Linked DNA regions of Anas platyrhynchos: region 2 is linked to region 1. Evidence: chromatin contacts called from public Hi-C data. All regions are on one chromosome and are shown on one strand. The core of a region is the stretch at or near the end of the contact, and the rest is flanking DNA. Distances in the headings are between cores, read along the strand shown. Region 1 overlaps PLXNB2 (plexin B2). Region 2 overlaps PLXNB2 (plexin B2).

What was found. A called contact is a pair of places that touch in the nucleus more often than the background predicts.
Region 2: a contact with region 1 is called in a Hi-C map of skeletal muscle, with 4 times the contacts expected there. The contact joins two enhancer-like sites. A contact is called at or near these places in 3 of 8 Hi-C or Micro-C datasets (liver, skeletal muscle and small yellow follicle).

Annotation. Positions count from the first base shown.
Region 1 is chr1:21,517,395-21,521,523 of IASCAAS_PekinDuck_T2T, forward strand. It overlaps PLXNB2 (plexin B2), which reads right to left. Exons shown (of 38, transcript XM_038173392.2): 5 at 4,043-4,129; 6 at 2,926-3,048. Among named protein-coding and RNA genes, the nearest start is that of MAPK11, 130 kb to the left of the region's middle. Within about 2 kb of position 2,212, at least 1 of the 8 cell types and tissues checked has an H3K27ac peak or open chromatin away from gene starts, as enhancers often do.
Region 2 is chr1:21,565,000-21,569,128 of IASCAAS_PekinDuck_T2T, forward strand. The region is part of intron 2 of PLXNB2 (plexin B2); the gene reads right to left. Among named protein-coding and RNA genes, the nearest start is that of PLXNB2, 140 kb to the right of the region's middle. Within about 2 kb of position 1,997, at least 1 of the 8 cell types and tissues checked has an H3K27ac peak or open chromatin away from gene starts, as enhancers often do.

The DNA.
Region 1 (4,129 bases), core at 962-3,461:
TGCAGAAAGCTTACTAGAAGATGTAAGCTTTGTTTCTTCTACTTAATCCTCTCATTTAAACCTACTACTGGCAGCTACAAAGCTACTTTGAAAGTCTGAATTTGGCCTTCTTTCACATTCAGAGAGTTCAGCCTGACTCAGTTAAGGAAAATGTCAACATTTGGTAGTTTTCATGCATATACTACTACTTAAGCTTATCTTTTTAGTACTTTTCAGGTTGCTATGTAACTGGAGTTGAGCTACTGGCACACTGCTTCACCAACCAACACCAATCTCATGAGTAACTTAATATCCAGTGAATGGCTTTTTTATGACAAAGTGTTTGTTTCATAATTCTGGCAGGCAGTAACAAGCCCCTTGCCGTCTCTGCAAGTTTTATGTAAACTGAATGGATTTTAAATAGCAGCCCGGCTTACGGTCATCTTCAAAATGCAGAGAAACTCATTTTGGAGATTTTCTAATAGTAGGTCTTAGCCAGAGAGAGTGGTAAAAGCTAAAGCAAGCAGAAAAGCCGGTGAGAATGGTGGCTGTCACAGGCTTCAGTTTTATTCCTGATATGAGATGTATCAGAAGGAATTTGAGATCCTATCACTTCTGTTTATTTTAATGAGCTAATGTGAGCATGGCAAGGGTGGTGTGGTCCTTCCCAGCTTCAAGGGGCTCCTCCTGATGCCTGCCCCAGCTCTGGGAGGAGTGGGCTGACTTCTGAAGGCATCTGTTCCAAGCTACCCACTGCTATTGATGCTGGAGGAGAAGTGAAACAGGAAAGCAAGCTCTGACTTCTCACTACAATTCTTAACCTCCCCATATTTTCTCTCCATCTGATTCCTCTTTGAAGGCTGCTTCAAGTTATCACCCATCACAACATCACTTGTGAGGCAAGTGCTGCATCTGCCTGGCAGGTCAGTATTAAGGAAGCAGATCAGTGCAGCTATTGTGCCCTTCAGTGTTTACCTTCTTCTAAAGAACTCCAAGGACAGGGTTCTGGTACATTTCTTCCCTTAACTCACAGCTGTTCTGAAAACAGCAGTGTGTATTTCAGCATTTATTCTTCTCTTCTCGCTGCTGTCACTTAATTTCTTCCAGCAACGAAGGCCTCCATTCTCCTTTCATCTATCTGGCTCTAAAAGTGGGTGGGACTGCTCATTGTAATTAACTCCTGGAGATGACAGTAATGTAATGCCGTGACAGAGCTCCCAACTTTAGCTATTCATATTTAAGCTGAACAGGTTTTGTAAAAGAAAACTATTATTCCCATTATTTAGAAATGGATGTGTCTATGGGAGCTGCTTGGAAAAAATTAAACTGAAATACCTTCTTTGGCAGAAATTTGCTGCTTTCTGAATTTAAACATCTTACAGAGACAGAATTATTAGGGACCTTCCTAAATGCTCCGTTTGACGCAGACTATCACCAGAAAACTTGTTTTGCTTCAAGGTTGCCCCCATCCTTGTGCTGCCCATGGCATAGCCTGGTGGGGACCTCAGGGCTTTGAAGCAACGTGCCATCATCCTGCCATGCAGGGTGCCAGGCTGCCTGGCCTCACACAGGCAATTTTGAGGCTTGGAGTTCTGTTCCAAATTTGAGCAGAAGCCAAATTAGAAGTACCAACTACCACAAAAAAAAAAAAGTGCAGTAACCTCTCTCACACACTGTACACTGCTAAATGTTTTATCAGTCACTTATCTGGCATGTTTTCCAATGGAGCTTCCAGCCTGAAATCCTTCAGCTAGAATGCAGCATTAACACTGCAGAAATTTATATTAATCTTTTATGAAACAGGAAGAGAACACACTTCCCTCACCATCTTCCCTAGTACTCCACTGTCACAGTCATCATTGTTCTCTCCTTGCTACTGGGACCGGCCTGTTTCCCGTGTCCCACCCTGTGTCCCTGTCGGTGCTGCGAATGGTGGCAGTCTCTCTGTCACCCACCCCATCTCAGAGAACTGCTGGTCCATGTGTGTGAGCCTGACAGCTCCAGTGACCGCAGAGGGAAGTGTTAGGAGCAGGCTACCATGCCAGAAGTCTGGCATCTTTCTCTTCTCCTCCTTTCCTTTTTGCTTTCCTTTTGCCTTTACAAGTCTCCATTGTGCCAGCTGAGAGAAGGGGAACTGAGAAGAGACTGCCTGTTCCTTTCGGAGCACAGTCTGACCTTTCCTGCTGCACCAGCATACAAGGGTGTTTCCCAACACTGTAATTCTTTCCATTGCTTCTTAATTTTTGACAGCAAGACTCATGAAAACCATTGGCAGCTTTACAGATGTGTGAATGCTATTACGTCAGCCACCAGCATCCCAAATCCTGAAAAGCTCTTGCAAAGGCCCAATGGCAGCTTGAGCATCCTCCCTGACATGCAGCTGCTTGACCCTGCAATATTCTGTTGCCAAACATCACAACTTCTTCCAGACCCTGTGGGAGAGCTTCAAAGGAGAACTCACCTCCTATTCCCAATCATTAAAGCATTAAGGATAAAACCACCCTCCAAGTAACAGTCAAACAATTAAGCTCATCAGCCTGGACTTGAGGAAGGTCTTCATTTTTGGAGAGACCTACCTTGACGCCAGAAGAACTGGCAACACTAAAAAATGAAGGACCCCTCTTTGCTTAGCTTTACAACCATCTATATACCTCCTGTTCACCTCAGCTGGAGGGAGCACAAAGCAAAGGGAGGCTGAAGCTGGTAAAAGGAGAACATCCCTTCACCTTCTGTTTTCATCCACCTCCCATCCCCAGCTGCGTTTTCAGTTACTCGTAATATTCTGTTTTCCTTCTGCCTGTAAAGGTGCACACACAAACATGGAGCAGGGGCAGTCCCACTGACTTAGGGTGGTTTCCAGGAATGAGAGAGAAACATTCCAATATCAGGTAAAGTCAAGAGAAAGTTAAACTTGACCTGGTCCTTAAAAAGAGAGTGATACATTACCTTGTCTGTAGTCATCACATATAGATTTTCTTGGGTTTTGTCAAGAACCAGGTCATTCTTTATGGGTTTATTTAGTTCAATAGTAAGAGAGCTGTACTCAGTTGCAGTGGATGACAGGAACACCTGTTTCATGGAAGAAAGAAAGGTGGTAAAGGTTGCTCTTTTTTCAATTATCATTATTGAAAATGCTGTGTTTACTCAAGTTCACAAATTCATATCAGAGAAAACATTTCAATTTGAAGTATTTAGCATCAAAAGCAGCAAGTACAGCAGAAAAGTAATGGAAAAGAAATTGCTCACTGCTCACAATAGCTAATATTTGCATTGATTTTTTTGGAAATACTGATTTATTTGAGTGCTGTAAAATTAAAATTCTCGACTTGGAGCCTCTGCACTTGAAAGTGTTCAAATTTGCTGACCTCCCTTACAATAACCAATTGTATCAGGTTCAAATTACAAACCTCAGAGTGGCACACGGCCATCACTTCCCTTCAACAAAATGACATGCATGGTGTAACAGTCCTGATATTTTAACTCTGCAGACACAGAGACCTTTGAACTACAAGCCCCACAGTCAGAATCTACCAGAGCTCCAACTTTAGCTTTATATCGTCTCTTTGGGCGACCTGGTCTGGTGGGAGGTGTCCCTGCCCACAGCAGAGGGGTTGAACGAGGTGGTCTTTAAGGTCCCTTCCAACCCAAACCATTCTGTGATTCTATGATCTATATTCTATTTACTGAATGGCCAGAATGATTGTAATATTAAAAGTTGCTCTTGAACTAGCATGGGCTTGAACAGAGATAAGGCCAGAGCAGCTGTTAGATTACCTAAGGCTATGAATATAGGGCTCCCAGTAGATATCTAAACCTTTGGGAAAAGTGTTATCCAGGCAATGCTAATTCCAACTGTGTGTTGGAAAGTGGAGGTATGCAAGAAATGACCTGTTTTGTTTTGTTTTGTTTTTTTCTCTTTGAAAGTAAAAATACCAAGTGCCAAGAGAATTTGCTCCTGATACAAGATCTTATAGATCACATTTACTTTTAGAGCATAAGCATGCTATCAGTACAATTTGCAACCTTTTCAACATGCTCTAATTTTTTTAATCAGATTTGTTACCTTAAGAATTTTTCCATCTGAAGTTCCCAGAAACGCCACGGTGTGCCCATTCTCCACAGTCACAGTAACAGCCGTGAGATTCATCCC
Region 2 (4,129 bases), core at 747-3,246, 47 kb after region 1:
TGCAAAGATCAAATAGCAAGAACGCGCTCTTTGAACCGGTTGAGGTCCAGTATTTCACATTTTAGGACAAAGAACTGAAACAAGTATCAGTGAAGGAGTGGTGAGGTACACTTTTCCAGCCTGTTCAAATTGTTATTTATCAAACCTTACGGTTGACACTGGACAAAATTGTACCCTGCCTTGTTGCTCACATAAGGCAACAAGCCCCCTCTCTGCCCAGTATAGAGCCAGCACCTAACGGTGATCCATCAGACCTCAGTCCAAGAGGCCTGGCATAAGGATTTCATCCAATGCAAAGCAACAGAGAAGCAACCTCAGTTTCTCTAAAGCTATTTGAGAGACTCTTAAACTTCACTTCCTCATCTTCAAATGGCATATAAAGCCTGGTAAATTTACAAGAATAAGGATACCAAAAATAGGAATACACCTACCAAGAACAGGAACAGCTTTTAAGCCTTTACACAAAAAGCTACATTTGAAAGATCCACAGCTATGAGACACAAACAAGATGCCTGAGAGTGAGCTGTAATATAAAACAAATACTGGTACCTATTTAGGATAGTCATTGTAACTCACTTGTGCTTTTTTTTTGGTTGTAAATAACATTGCTGTCCCAAACTGATACCACAAAAATCATGCTATGATGCAGTAATGCATTACATGCTATATAAAAATCATGCAGTAATGTCAACTCTATTAGTTACTGGTAATTAATAGGAGAGGCAGATTTTAATGCAGTGATGGCTGTATATTTTTTCATCATGAAAATGAAACTTTGCATATCTGATGAACTCCTGGTTGTGTTAAGTATAAACATACCTACACTGCCCCTGGCTAGTTTATGTGACAAGCTCAACACTGTACGTGAGCCAGAGAATATGAGATTCTTTCTACATGATAGACAGATCAATATGCATTAGAAATATCCATGCTTTTAGAGTGTTTTTGTTTTGTTTTGTTTTTAATCTGCAACTTGAATGCCATGGAGTTAAGATGATAAATTCAAGATCATAAACTATACAGTCTATGCCCATGACTTTTCAATGTTGTTTGGCAAATCATTGCAAAATGAATCCCATGAGAATCAACTTATCTCATGGTACAGGATGTTTACACCTGCTAAATCTGCTATTTTCTCTACACTCAAGACAGCCAAAGGGAAAAGGCAGGCTCTGCAGAAGGCAGTGGAAAGTGGGCTTCTTTTTCTTTCTGTTGGCTTGAGAGGCATTGCGGGTGCCCAAGTTAGAAATCTAACATGTTAAAGTGAATATCCTCTTTATGTAACAGAATAACTGGTTATTAATTTGTGGCCTCTGGCTTAAAAAATATTAATTAGAAGTTAGTAGAAAACTAATCAATGCTTTTTTTTTTTTTTTTTTTTTTTTTTCTGATATACTCTGCATAAACATGCACAGAGAGTAAAGACTCTCTTGTTAGCTGCTTAGCATGGCCTTCTCAGTCCGTACGATGACCACAGACAGACTTCCAACAGTTTTCTCATTAGTCTTCTCTTTGAGCACTTTGCTTTCTCTGCATCTGTCAGGAGACCAGAATGGGCTCTCTGAAAATTCTGGAGACAGATCTTTTATTTATAACTCATGCCAAGCAATATCGGCTGCCTGGGAGCAGGAATCAAATCTCTAACTATTAAGTAAACACTTGCTGCAGACTTCATATTCTAGCTGAAGGTTAATCACCAAGCAGTTTACAAAACATGAGCTAATCCAAAGGCCAAAGGTGAAATCCTATGGTCTCTGAAGTATGTGAGAGTTTCCGTAAGGCCAGGATTGCTGTCCCAATTACCTCGTGTGTCTGTATGAACATACATGTTCTTGTAAATTCACATGATTTGACATAGGAAGAGGCTACAGATGCACCCCCACCCTCCACTCTCATGCTGAAGACAGGAACCACTTCCACTTTTGAGAGGCAGTTCATTTAGCTAGCCTTGCCCAGCTGAAACACACTTCTGTGTACCTGCCCTTGAAGGGGACAGCACGCTCAAGGTCCACAACAAACAAGTCTTTACTGCCCAAGGGACAGACCATAAAATAAATTCAAACGCTCTTTGTGTTTGCTGTTACCTTCTTGGCCGGCTTTGGACAGCAATGTTTCCAGCATGTGAGCACACAATTTCTCTCCAAAGGCTCCCTGCTTGCTCTGGCAGCACAGGGGGCCAAGGCTCTGTTTGTGCAGCCTTGCTTCCCGCACTGACATTGTGCCACCAGTGGGAGATGCTCCCCAGGTCACTAGCATCACCTGGAGCAGGTGAACACCACTTTCCAGCAGAGCAAAGTTTACTGTCAGTTTTCCAGGAATTCAACATAATACTGGCACAGTCAATAACTCCTGCACTCAAAATCACCCAAAGCTCACAAGTTCAGTGTTCCCTTTACTTGTCTCAAAGCATTGATCAATGCCTATTCCATCAAAGTCCTAAAATGATATTGCCATTTTCCTCTGTTCCCAATGACCCAAATATCTCTTTCTCTCTTTTTTTTTTTTTTTTTTTTTTTTCTTTATCTTTCCTTGCTGGCCATGGAAGAGAGGAGGCACACAGAGAAGTGTACTGAAAACGAAGCAGACTGTCATCTGTATTTGTGCTGCCCGTAAATACTGGTATAAACACAGGCCAGTTAATAGACTAGCTTTCATTCACCTACAGATTTCAAAGTACCGAAATAGCTTGATCATTTCAAAATGCCAGTAAATATCTCACAAGAATTACCACAAATCTCTGGTATTCGAGCTATGCGCAGACTTACAGGTAGCTCTGCTCCCGCTATAAAATATTCTATAGCTGCTGCTTTGGCTTAAAACAACCTCAGCAACAATTCCCCTCCCAGCCTCCCCTTCACAAAACACAGCTGTTAACTGCAAACTGAAGAACACACACACACACAAAAATCACCCAAATTGCCCAATGATCATTACTGTTCAATCAAGGTAAATTGTGCAACATCCACAGCCACCGCTTCAGAGCCTCCCATCTCAGAAAAGAAAATCAGTGTCTGTGGTATTACATCCCCCCCTTCATCTTCACGGAGCTGAAGGCATTCCACAGGCAGTTTTATTTCTGAGAGCACTGATTTTCTATCGATCTGCTCTGGCCTGGATTTGAAATAGGATACTATATGAAATTGGATCCTGGGAGCCTCAAACAAGCCCAGGCTTGCAGAGGAGGTTAAACAAAAGGAAAAAGAAGTTTTTTTTTAAACACACGGTGCTAGTAAAACTAATTTTAAAGTGCCCTCTATTTCTCTCGACTGGAAGTAATATATTACCTCTATAAAGTCTTTTATATCAAGCTCTTTAAATTCTTTATTACTTATACAATACCGTTGGTGCACACCTCGCCTTAGAAATATGCATTTTAATGGTCAACCAAAGCGATCCAAACCACCAAGGTAATTAAGACTGCTTTAAAATTGGCTTCACTAGCAGACTTTTACCTTTCCCCACACATCTGACAAACTCCAGCCCAGTCCGGTAGTCCCTTAATCATGCAGTCAGTGGAAGGACTTGCACAAGAATTTGAAGGTTTACTCCCTAAATTAGAAAAAGCCTGCCGTATTGGAAAAATGAGCAGGCATGGCAGTGGGAGTGCGAAGAGGGAGAGGAAAAAATGTTAAGTGTAGGAAGGTAAAAAGGAGAAAAGATTGTTAGACGGGGACATGACATGGATGAGAGAGAATAAGTCATGTAAGGAAAAAGCAGCAAAGGATGTTGTGGAAACCAAAAGGAAAGCCTGAAAGGATGGAGAGTGTATCCTGAACACAGCAGGTTTTTGCTTTAAATGTGTTTGCAAGACATTGAACAGAGAAGAAAGTGCGGGAGGAACAGAGATAGCTAATTTGAGTGTAGAGCCAAGGAAAAAAAAAAAAAGAAAAAGGAAAGAAAGTAAAGATCACCCAGGGTTCACTTCCCACTCCCCCAGCCTGGGATGCTAATTCCTCTGCAGCTGAATCTGAAACACTGTGAGCATTCCCGGCACGGTGAGCCTTGCCAGAGCCCCACTGAAAGGACCAGTCAAGTTTTAGATGTCTTGTTAACTTCATTTTTTTTTTCTGGAATAGCACATTGCATTGAAAATTTTATATATTTTGTTTGTTTCTAAGAACACAAAAAA